Linked DNA regions of Mus musculus: region 1 is linked to region 2. The links are chromatin contacts, called in public HiChIP or PLAC-seq maps. All regions are on one chromosome and are shown on one strand. The core of a region is the stretch at or near the end of the contact, and the rest is flanking DNA. Distances in the headings are between cores, read along the strand shown. Region 1 holds the start of Csf3r (colony stimulating factor 3 receptor (granulocyte)). Region 2 overlaps Grik3 (glutamate receptor, ionotropic, kainate 3).

Region 1 (5,615 bases), core at 2,217-4,716, 490 kb after region 2:
TATGGGAAGTGTACCTGGGTTCTCTGAAAGAGTACTGAGTGCTCTTACCGGAGTCATCTCTGGAGCCCTGTGTATTTGTTTTAAGACATGGTCTCCATCTGTAACCCTGACGGAACTAGAACTCACTATGAATGAAACTCAGACTGGCCCCAGTCTCCTGGTTATTGTCCTGTTTCAGCCAGTGCTAGGATTACAGGGAGGGGCCACCACAATCTTCTGCTACCTTGAACAGAAGAGGCAAATGTTTTCCCCTGTAGAGGTTCAATTCCAGCAGAGGCAGGGAAAATAAACATTGGAGCGAGGAAGTGGATAGAAGAGACAAAATAGGGAGTGAAGGATAAGGTCTGGTACTCAGAAGATTTCAGTAAGAGGGTGATATCTGAGCAAAGACCTGCAAAGGGGAGGGAGTGACCCCACATTTCTCCCTCTTTTGCGGGGAGAGTCCAGGCCAAAGAAGCAGCAAGCACAAAGGCCCTGGGGTGGTAAAGAGTCTGGCCAACTCATCAAACAAGGAGAACAGAGAAGCTAGAAAAAAACAGTACAAGGCAGTAAGGGTGGCAGAAGAGGATCTCAGAAGGCCAAGGAAGGCAGCCAGATGATCAGCCTTTCACTTAGGCTCCAAGTGAGATGGGAGCCATCAGGGAGTATGGGGCAGAAGGCACCAGGACATTGATCATTCCAACATGTGATCGCAACAATACTCAGACAAGGAGGAGCCATGCTGAATTTTCCTGTGAACATCCATGTGCCCAGGATGCTGAGTATATTGTGAAGGAAGAGTCATGGGCTTAACATGGTGCAGGTATCCGTGTGCTGGTACCTAACCTTTATCAGGTGGTGAACTGTATATAACTGTGAGTAGTTGAATCCTCAGAAAAGTATCTGTAGGTAATTGCAAGAGAATCGTGGGCATGAACAATAAAAAAACCCTCCAACTGTAGAGAACATTCCATGTCTCTGAACCATTGTAATCCCTACTGTCTCAAAACACAAAGTAGAGGGGCCCAAGCATGGTAGCACCAGTCTTTAAACCTAGCACTTGGGAGGCAGAGGCAGGTAGACTTCCTATTACTTTGAGGCCAACCCGGTCTACATACATCGTGAGTTCCATAGAGAGACCCTGTCTAAAACACACACACACACTCAGACTCCCTGATACACACACAAGAAAGATATTTAGGGAAAGAAATGAGACACACCTTAGAGAATGGGTAGGAGTAGCAGCTCACTTAGCTGTCTCTAGCTGTACTACTTAGTGTCTACTTAACACAACCTACAGTAAAGCGAGGAAACCTCAATTAATGAATTACCCAAATCAGATCGTCTTGATTGATGTAGAAGTTTCCAGCAAAATGTAGACAGTTCAATCCTTGGGCAGGAGGTACCGTATTATATAAGAAAGCTAACTGAGCACGAGCCAGTGCGCAACCCAGTAAGCATTCCCCCATGGTTCCTGCCTCTGCTCCTACTTTGAGTTCCTGCCCTAACTTCTCTCAAAGCTGAACCGTGACCTGGAAGTGTGAGCTGAAAACCCTTTCCCCTCTCAAAAGGCTTTTGGTCATATCTTTTACTACAGCAACAGAAAGCTATCTAGAACAGATAATTATGTACTCGGTGCCATAATATGTTAAAAGTATTCATTTGCCTTTGATATTCATAGAAGTTTACAGTTAAGAGATTTGAGGTAGGGGAGCAGGGCGGGGGAGGGAGGGTATAGGGGACTTTTAGGATAACATTTGAAATGTAAATGAAGAAAATATCTAATAAAAACAAAGAGATTTGAGGTTGTTGTTGTTGTTTTGAGACAGGGTTTCTCTATATAGCCCTGGAACCTACTTTGTAGACCAGGCTGGCCTTGAACTCTTGAGATCCACCTGCCTCTGCCTCCCAAGGGCTGGGACTAAAGGCGTGTACCACCACACCTGGCTGACTTGTGAGCCTTTCAAAGGGTTAAAATTTTTTAAGCATTCAAGGACTTTTAAAAGCAGACCCAGTACACTGGGATATAACCGTGAGATTTGGGGCAAAGGGGTGGAAGGCTATATGGTCTTTAAAGTGACCTGTTTGTGTACCATTGACAAAGGATTGATCCTGGTGCTTGATTTTAAATGTCAACTTGCCACGATTTAGAATCGCCCAAGCAGCAATTCTCAGTTGAGGAATTATCTTGACTCCCTTAATGGATGTGGGAAGACCCACCCCAGAGATGGGCGGCGCCTTCTGGTGGCAGCCCAGATCAAAAGCAGGACATGGAAGAAGGAAGCCTTTTTCCCTGACCTTCCCCTCTGCTGCTAGTAGTCTACCCTGCTGCTGCCACCCCACTTGATTCCTTTGCTCAAGTCAAAATCAGCTTTCGACATGGACTGAGGACCAGATACCCTCCAGGTCTTCAGTACCACCTTGGGAGTGCCAAGGCACCAAAGGATTTCCCAGGTGGGTTCTCAGTGCTCCTACTTCCTCTGTATTGCATAAGCTAATTTGATAAATTCATGTGTGTGCGTATATGTGTTCGTATATATGTGTGTGTGTGCGCGCGCGCGCGCACGCGCGTGCGTGTGCACGCGTATACACTCATTAAGTGGACTCTGTTCCTCTAGAGCAGAGGTTCTCAACAGGGGTCACCTAAGATCATTAGAAAACACAGATATATATTATGATTCATACCAGGAAAAAATTACAGTTATGAATTAGCAAGGAAAATAATTTTACAGTTGGGGGGTCACCACAACATGAGGAATTGCATTACAGGGTCATAGCACTAGGAAGGTTGAGAACCGCTGCTCTAGAGAACCCTGACTAATATACCAATATATACTATTTTGATGATTTTCAAACTTAGAACAATTTTTCCCCTCTCTTTTGTGATAGATGAACTTACAGGGTGGGCCTTTTGAAAGGGGTTACAACCTGAGAAGATAAAACCAGGAACCCCTAGGATTGTACAAAGCGGTGAGGGCAGGGACCATGGACTAGGGAGGCCAGGGGTGGGAGGGTCTATTGAGAGTCCTGGAAAATGGCAGGTTTTCAGCTAACAAGGGAAGAAAACCTGAAGTAAACGTTACCTGTCCTGGAATCTTGATTCTTCCCGGGCAGAGGCTTCAGCCAGACTCAGTGAGAAGAGAGTCTCCTCCACCCCAGCCCTCATTAATTTTCCACGCTATTTTGTCCTGCTTCGTTTTGAAATAAACACTTGAAGACCCCAGCCCTCCCTTGGCCCTGTCTTGTCTCGGGTGCTCTGCTGAGCCTCAAAGCGAGGAGCTCAGGAAATCCGGAGAGAAGGGAGGGTGGCCACGGGCCAGGTTGCTACAATGCCCAGCCCTCTAAGACCCCTGAGGCAGGAAGGTCCCTAGCTCACCAGTTTCCCTCAACCTCCTTCCTGAGAGGAAGGGGCTGTCTATGTCCCCCACCCCAAGGGTGAAGGCTCAGCCAAACGCAGCAGGGAAGCCAGGAAGGTGTCGCAATTCTGGGTCCCCCCCACCCCCCGCCTGTCATTAACGACGGGGCTAGAAAGAGAAGTTTCGGGAACTTGCCCCAAGAGGAGAGGAGACGAGAGAGAAGAGAGAGCACAAGCGTGGGGGCTGGGCACAGCGCCCTAGCCCCAGTGTAAGTAGGGGGAGGGCGGGGAGCCCTGGAGACCTCAGACCATTCCCCAACCCTGCTAGGGCCACATCAGGGGGCCCAAGACAGGATCCTTGGGGAAATGGGAGTCTCTCTGTGTGTATAGCATCAGGGAGGTCAGACAGCTGGATCTCTGGGAACAGGAGCTGAGCTCAGGTATGAAGAATCCCACCCAGAGTCCCTATCCTTCAGACAGGCTTACTCCCTGCTTTCAGCCATTTGGCCTGCTTCTTCTCAGCAAGAACAGCTGTCTCAGAGTCTCTGGGCCTCTGTTTCCTCTCCCGGTTCCCTTAGCCTCTTAACTTTAAACAGTTGATGCAAGACTTGCCTGAGATAGCTTTCTCTGTCGGCCTCTCCACTTCTCTCTGCATCGCTCCAGCCTGCTCATCGTTGTTGTTGATGATGATGTTGTATGCAGCTCTCATGCAGACAAGGTTTATCATCTTGTCGGCAGATAAGAACCTTGAACTTCTTCTGATCCTCCTGTATCACAAATGCTGGTCTGTAGGCCTCCACCACCATGCCTGATACTTAATGTGGTACTGGGGATCAAGCCTTGGTCTTTGTGCCTGCTAGACAAGTGTTCAACCAACTAAGCTCTATCCCCAGCCCTGGTTGCTTTATATTTTTGAGATAGGTTTCGCTAAGTTGCCAAAATGAGATTTGAATGTCTTCTATAGCACAGGCTGGCCTTGATCTTGTAACACACTTGCCCCCACTTCCAGAATAACTGGTCTCAACCCCCTGCCACTGGGCTAGGCTCTACCTCTGTCTATTCTCTATGTATCTCTTTTCCCCAGCTTGTCTATTCACCCATCTATGATGCATTGATCCTTTATCTCTGCCACACCTGGGGATCTCGCTCCCATAGTTTATTCTCAACATCCTCTTCGTCCCCGTCTTCCCACAGACAGAATTTCAAAAGAATAGGACAGGAGAAGGGAGCCCAGAGGGAAGGTTGGCAACAATGAGCAAAAGGAAAAGGTAGAGAGGATGCTGTAGCAGCCTGACTTACGGCATCAGCTGTGTCCGTGGGCACAGTGGACACAGCGAGCAGCTGCAGAGCCCAGCACATGGCCAGAGTGGTGGGAAGAGCCTGAGAGGCTTGGAGCTAGAAGTAGACCTGGTGGCTATGCCAGGAGGCTATTGGTTCCTTTGGCTGATTTCCTGCTTTTAGGGCTCATACAGATAGCCCACTGCTTCTGAGAGCTTGTTCCTTGGGCACTGTGCCAAGAGCTTTCATCTTAACTGTCTCGCTTCATCGTTATAGCATTGCTGAGACATGAGTGGTATTGTTAAGCCCCTTTTTCCTAAATGGAGAAACTGAGACTCAGAATGGTGAAGTAACTCATCCAAGTTCACCAGGCAGGTGAGTGTTGGAACCAGAGTCAGAACTGGGCTCCCAGCCTCTTTGTACACTTCTTCCCTAGACAATGAGACATAGGCTCCAGCAGGCCCAAGCTCCTACTCAACTGGGGCCACCCTCAAGGCTTCCATAGGAAACTGTTCTGATGTTAAACATGCCAGCCCCATGCAATCTAGAGAGGAGGCCTGGTCTCCTCTGTTCTGTTTTCTGCTCTTGACATAAGCCTGTGGGAAGGATACAGTGGTACCAGGTATGAACTAGGCCTACTACAACCACAAATGAGTGGAGAACCAGCATCCTGAGCCCTGGGGGCTAAGTCTTTCCCACTCAGTGTGTACATATGTACATGTGTGTGTGCATGTGGATGCAGGAGATGATCAAACTGGTATGTTGATGTGAGGTTATTGTCTGAGGTTTCCATTGCTAGGATAGAACACCCTAGCCAAAAGCAACTTGGAAAAAGGGTTATTTCACCATACACTTCCAGGCAACAGTCCATCACTGAAGAAAGTCAGGGCAGGAATTTGAGACAGAAACTAATGCAGATGCCATTGAAGAGTGCTGCTACTGGCTTGGTCCCCATGGTTTGCTTAGCCTAACTTCTTGTAGCACTGGGACCACCCGTCCAGGG
Region 2 (6,159 bases), core at 1,132-3,631:
GGGGATAGCCCTAAGCCAGTGATGCTCGGAATGGGAGGACAAACACTCTGCTCCTTTGCCTTCTGGCGGGATTAGCTCAGAGTCTGACCATGATGTCCCCAGGGTTTCCTGGATGATCTGCTCAGCCACACCCCTCCCACTCTGACTCACACACACCACCCCCCCCCACACCCCCCCCCCCCCGTCTTCTCCATCAGTATTCTCTGGAGTAGCTCTCAGGCAGATGGCTTGAACTCAAACCCTGTCTCAAGCTTTGCTTCTAGAGCAGTGGTTCTTCACCTTCCTAAAGCTGCAACCCTTTAATACAGTTCCTCATGTGGTGACCCCCAACCATAAAATTATTTCCGTTGCTACTTCAGAACTGGAACTTCGCTACCGTTATGAGCCAGAACGTAAAATGGTTTTTCTATGGTCTTAGGTGATCCCCGTGAAAGAGTCATTCAACCTCCAAAGAGGTTTGCAACCCACAAGAGTTGAGAACTCTTGCTCTAGGACCTTCTTTGCCTGGCAGCCGTGGAGTTGACCCATAGCACTGCCTATCTGATGACTTTAGGGATGTTGAACTCTGCCTTCTTAGCCCACTCGCTTGACTTGGGAAGTGATATATGCTCGGTTGTGTTCAGCCTTTGTCAGACTTTCTTCCACAGGACAAAGGAGCAGCCAGCCAGCTTGAGTTAAGCACAGCCCCCCTCACCCCCACACGAACTTGCTAGTGTTCTAGGGGAAGGATATGTCTTTGAGAGGTCTGGGTGATTATTTTCTATACGGCTCTATTCCTAGTCCAAGGTCTGAAATGACTGTCTGAGGTTTGAATTTAATGTCTGGAGTGGATTTAGTTGGAACCTCAAAGTTATTAGCTGTGGATGTAAGGCTGTCACAGGACACCTCTGAGGTGTGCTGGAATGAGCTCTCTCCTATTCCTGGTTTCCACGCTGCCATCCATTTGTCAGGACTCAGCTTCCATGGCACCTCCTCTGACAAGCCTTTCTTAAGCGCTTGTTCCTCCAGGCTTGGGCTGAAGTGTTTTCACAGCTCTTTGTTCGTAGCTGGGTAACTGTACTTATCACATTATCTTGTCATTTATCTGTTTCCCGCCTTCTCACTGACCAGGCTGGGAGCGCCTTGAGGACAGGGACTGTTTTGATTCCTCTCATTTGTTCTGAGGCTGCTGCCTGGCACAGCCCCAGCTCAGAAGTATCCCAAAGTATCAGCTAAGGTATGCATGGGTAGGCGGATAACTGGATGAGCAAACAGATGGACAGATGGGTGGATAAATAGACAGACAGACAGGTGGATGGGTAGGTGAGCAGGTCAGATGGACGGATGGCTGTATTTACAGATGGATAGAAGGGTGGTGCTTTTGTTTCCTTTCTGTTGCTATGATTAAAAAAAAAAACTGACAAAAAGCACATTAGGTGAGAAAGGGTTTCTTTTATCTCACAATCCCAGGGTTACAGTGCATTTGTGTGAAGTCACAGGGGCAGGAGCTGGTCCCATATCACATCCAAGATCATAATCTGAGAGAGAGAAACGTATGCATGCTTGCTTATGCTCAGCTTGAGTTCTCTATTCTTACTCAGCTCAGCTCTCGATGTCCTGCCTAGGGAATGGTGCCACCCACCATGGACTGGGTTTTCCCACATCAACTAATTTAATTAAGACAGTACCGCATAGAGAGAACTGCAGACCCGTTTCAGACAATCCTTCACTGAGACGGTTTCGAGGGGATTCTATGTTGGGTCAAGTTGACAGTTAAAACTAACTGTAATTGATGGACAGGCGTGTGACTGACCAGATGGATAGATGGATGAATAGATGACTGTATAGACAGACTAATGGATGAATGATAAACAGAATGGTGGGCAGACCAACTGCTGTGTGAATGAATGCAGACTGTCATGTGGGCGTCATGCCCTCATGTCAACCCTTAGAACGCTAAAACAAAAGCTTCCTCCAATGACTCTCTTCCTGGGCAATGAGTGGATGCCATAGCAGTCTCCAGGGAATGTCAGAGATGAGGGAGAAGGAAGTGTGGGTCTCTGGGTATAGGACCCTGGGGAAAGCTCCTTTAGCCTGAAGGAACTGAGTCCTTCCTCCTCTGAGATGCCATAGTGAGGAGGGAGGGGTGAGTCCACATCCTTCATTGCTGGGGACCACTCTATAAGAGATCAGACAGAAAACCCCCCTGGTGTGCTGCAGGCACAGAGGAACTCAAACCCTCTTCTAGCTTTGCAGCAGGAGGCCTGAGAGATGGCAAAGACCAACAGCAGCCTGGAGGGACAGGAAGTACCAGGCCCTTTGAGGTTTAGTAACAGCTCCTCCCACTCTCTGGAGCCTTTGAAAAGCCTCTGCCCTTAGTGGCTTGTAAGTCAAGACTCTCACCCAGACTTGTCCTTTGTCTCTCAAGGAAAACTCATGCTGCCCCTGATGTGGCTCCAGAGACACATGCAGGAAGGACCACTGCCTTTGCCCAGGCTTGTCACATGCAAATTCCCTTAGCCACAGGGCCTGCCTCAGTCCTGGGAACTCCTGTGCTTTGAGGCCAGTGTTCTGAGCCTGGCTCCGTGGGAGGTGGGTGGCCTTGACTTTAGTGTGGACTGGCTGGCAGGAGGAGGTGCATCCTCTGTGGAACACCGGGGCTCCTGGCCTTCTGCCAGTATTACTAGGGATGGACAGACTGCTCTGGGGCCCGAGGAGGGGACAAGATAAGCAGGATCACAGTTGCCTATTTGCACTTTGCCTCAGTTTCCCCTTGAAAGCTCTGAAGAGAAAGGACCTGCTTTGCCATCTCAGGTCTGTCCTATTTCCTAAAGTTGGGAGCCTCAGTGGTCTTGAACACCCACTGTGGGGTAGCTCGGTCAAAGCACGCTGAGATTCAGGGGTCTGTATTCTTTTTTCATTCATCTTCTTCCTCCTCTTCCTCCTTTACCTCTTCTTCCTCCTTTACCTCTTCTTCCTCCTCTTCCTCTTCTTCCTCCTCTTCCTCTTCTTCCTCCTCTTCCTCTTCTTCCTTCTCTCCCTCTTCTTCCTCCTCTTCCTCCTCTTCCTCCTCTTCCTTCACCTTCTTTTAAGACAAGGTCTCTTTATGTAGCCTTGAATTGACCTAGAACTTGATTCATATACCAGGCTGGCCTTGAACTTACAGAGATCTACCCGCTTCTTCCCCTGGAGTATGGGATTAAGGGTACGCATTATCACACGTGGCTAGGAATGTTCTTTCGCTTCTTGCTACGGACGTGCAGAACCCCACCTACATGGTCCCTCTAATTTCCTCAGCTGCCCATTCTGCATGTGCCTGGCTCCTCCTGAGCTGTCCCCGAGGCTTGGTATGTCCTGATTAATTAGGTCTTGTGCTTTGTTTGTTCACGATGACCCTCGTGGCAGGGCTCCTTGCTCATATGGTCAGATGATGCCAGGGTGAAGGTGCCCCTTCATCTGGCCGAGGAGGAGACCTGGAGGAAAGGCTCAGGCTGTCCCTCAAGAGTGACTCCCTCCCTTCTGCTCCCTCAGTCCTGCTTACCAAGCCTGAGTTTGTAGCTGCCCTACTCCCTTCTGTACCTACCCATACCCCCCTCCCCCACCCCGCCCCGCCCTGCCCTTCGCTGGTGCCTCAAGGGTCAAAGCAGGGTGAAAGTGTGCCTGGGTGTGCTCAGTGGCTGTGTAAATGTGAGAGTTGAGTCATAGCACCTGGGTGTATGTGTGTGTATGCATGAAAAAAAAGGGCAGGAAAAAATGTGAGAGCATGCAAGCATGTGAGGGTAGCTTAGATCCTCACTCTGTGTGTATGTGTGCGTGTACGCGAGCGTGCGTGCGTGTGTGTGTGTGTGTGTGTGTGTGTGTGTGTGTGTGAGAGAGAGAGAGAGAGAGAGAGAGACAGAGACAGAGACAGAGACAGACAGAGACAGAGAATATGAGGGTCAGAAGAGAATGTGGGAATGTGTAAACATGTGAGGACCAGTTAGATCCTTACTCTGTGCGTGTGTGCGTGCGTGTGCATGGTGTGCGTGTGTGTGTGTGTGTGTGTGTGTGTGTGTGTGCACTTGTGTTTGCTCATGTGACAGTCAACCTATGAGAAGATGAGGGTGGATTGTAGCTTCGGGTGAGTATGTGAGCCTGGGGACCCTTGGCTCCTCGCTTGTATGTTCACATGCGCATGGTGCATGTTATGTTACAGTGTAGCTATGTATTCCATTCAGTCATTACCCTGCACCCAGATTCTTACATGTGGGAGCTCAGGTCAAAAGCAGAATCCTTGCCCGGGAGTGGGCAGCAGCGGGAGAGACAGACACCAGGTTACAGCACTCTGGTATCTGGCAGTGCCTGGCACCAATAGATGTCCCAAGGGGCAGGAGTGCGAAGGTGACCTGAGACCACGTATAGGAGGGTCAAGAAGGGCCTCCATTTTGAAGGCTGCATGCTGTGAACATTTGTGCAGTTAAGCAGCAGAGAGCAGTGTCAGGAGCTGGGCGAGCTTGGAGGCTCAGCTCGGCTGTTTCGTAGCTGTGTGACCTTGAGAAAATGCCTCCACATCTCTGCGCCTCCAGAGCTGTGGAATGAGAATGGCCGTGGTCACAGAACACCTAGAGAGTCCTAAGAACAGAGTCTGAGGCGTGGGAAGTGCTCACTAAGTGCTCCCTGCAGTAATTGCTTCCCCGTGACTGGAGGTGTGAGAGGTGAGCAGGAGTGGACAGAGCAGGCGTCAGTACGTACTTCCGTGTGCCCATAGTAGAGTTCGTATGCACATGTACATATATGTAGGGCAGGATGAGAATGTTGTGTGTAGGCAAGGGCGTGCTCATGCACGTGTGCCCATGAGCACCATGACCAAGATAGTGCAGGTGACTGCAGGACCCGGAAGAGAGTACTGGGTATGATTGTGTGCATGGGGCTTGCAGTGGCCATGTGACTGTGGCCATGTGCAGCTGTGCACAGGGGCAGGCATGTGCCATGCGAAGGGCGGGGGCAGATGCAGCCACAGCAGCGTGTGAGCCAGGGTCTGCTAGGGCCCCTTTGGAGACCATAATGGGAATGACAGGTCCTGGAGAGGGTTCTTGGTTGTCCAGGGCCCTCTGAGACTTCTGGTGATTTCCTTGCTCTGTTGGTTCGCTGACAACTGCCTCCCCTCAGACATCTCTCATCCCCTACTCCCTCCATCCTGTCCAGCCTCAGATCTGGCTCCTTACCTTCTCCTGTATTGTCCCCCTTCAACACTGCTTAGCGGAGCTCTGCTCTGTCTTTCACCATGCCTGACCAGGGACTGGCTTGGAAAGGCTAGTGACTGTCCTTCAGAGACTCTGCCCGAACTGGGGGCAGAGCATCGTCTAATTCCTGCATGACCCTGGGGGTCCCTTAAATAAATGACCTCAGGCCCTTCTCCTACTTCATCCCAGAGAGCGCTCTGTCTGCCTTTCTAACAAGACACCCCCACCACCTAGGTGCACACTTGTAAGAGTAAGGACACAAGGCTTTTGACTGGGGACTTGGTGGCCTTTCTCAAGAACTGCATCTCTCCCTGCTATCCTTTCTGGATAGTGGGCTGAGTTCTGTTTTCATGGAAGCCATAGGGGAAGGTGGAATATGAGACTGGATGGGGCCTGGAGAATTGTATTCAGCATGCCTGGTCCAAAGCTTGACCATCTACCCAGACAAGCCGGGGTTCGAAAAACATGGCTTTGGGGCACCTGTCCTGACTGGGTCGGTAGAGCTAATGACACCAAGGATAGGACTGAGGAGCTAGGTTGGAGTGGGGAGGACCTAGAGGAGGAGCTAGGTTGGAGTGGGGAGGACTTGGAGACAGTCTGGAGGACAGAGCTTGGTTATTGTCATGTGCTGCTCAGAGTGCATCCTACTGGATTCCTAGCTGTTGTCAACGCTCTCAACTGGTAGCTATTCTCCAGAAGGGACTTTGTTCAATGTGATATCCTCTGTGCTTGAGCCAGTGTGGTACCTAGTGGGCACACAGTGAACATAAGGCATAACTCTCCCTGACCACGTTTCTCATGCGGTGGCATAGCCAGACGAGTTTGTCAGACAGGAAGCCATGAGGACAGGTGGAGTTTGAAACCAGGGCCTAGTCTAGGCCTGCATGCACTATGTGATTTGACTGAATCATCTCCCCGCCCACCCCAACCCCCAACCCCCAACCCCAGTTTTTTTCTT

The links. HiChIP or PLAC-seq counts read pairs in DNA pulled down with a chosen protein or histone mark.
Region 1: a contact with region 2 is called in an H3K27ac HiChIP or PLAC-seq map of embryonic stem cells, with 8 read pairs. The contact joins the promoter of Csf3r here to the enhancer-like site in region 2. A contact is called at or near these places in 4 of 39 promoter capture datasets (the 3T3-L1 cell line, cranial neural crest, frontonasal cranial neural crest and 1 more) and 1 of 115 datasets of contacts at active chromatin or transcription factors (embryonic stem cells).

The regions. Positions count from the first base shown.
Region 1 is chr4:126,021,193-126,026,807 of GRCm38.p6, forward strand. It overlaps Csf3r (colony stimulating factor 3 receptor (granulocyte)), which reads left to right and starts at 3,467. Exons shown (of 17, transcript NM_007782.3): 1 at 3,467-3,603; 2 at 4,889-4,987. Gm32908 (a long non-coding RNA gene) reads right to left here and starts at 3,462. Exons shown (of 4, transcript XR_003955278.1): 1 at 3,063-3,462.
Region 2 is chr4:125,536,175-125,542,333 of GRCm38.p6, forward strand. The region is part of intron 1 of Grik3 (glutamate receptor, ionotropic, kainate 3); the gene reads left to right. Among named protein-coding and RNA genes, the nearest start is that of Gm32807, 21 kb to the right of the region's middle. Within about 2 kb of position 2,382, at least 25 of the 459 cell types and tissues checked have an H3K27ac peak or open chromatin away from gene starts, as enhancers often do. A contact at or near this core is called in embryonic stem cells, where this site is marked.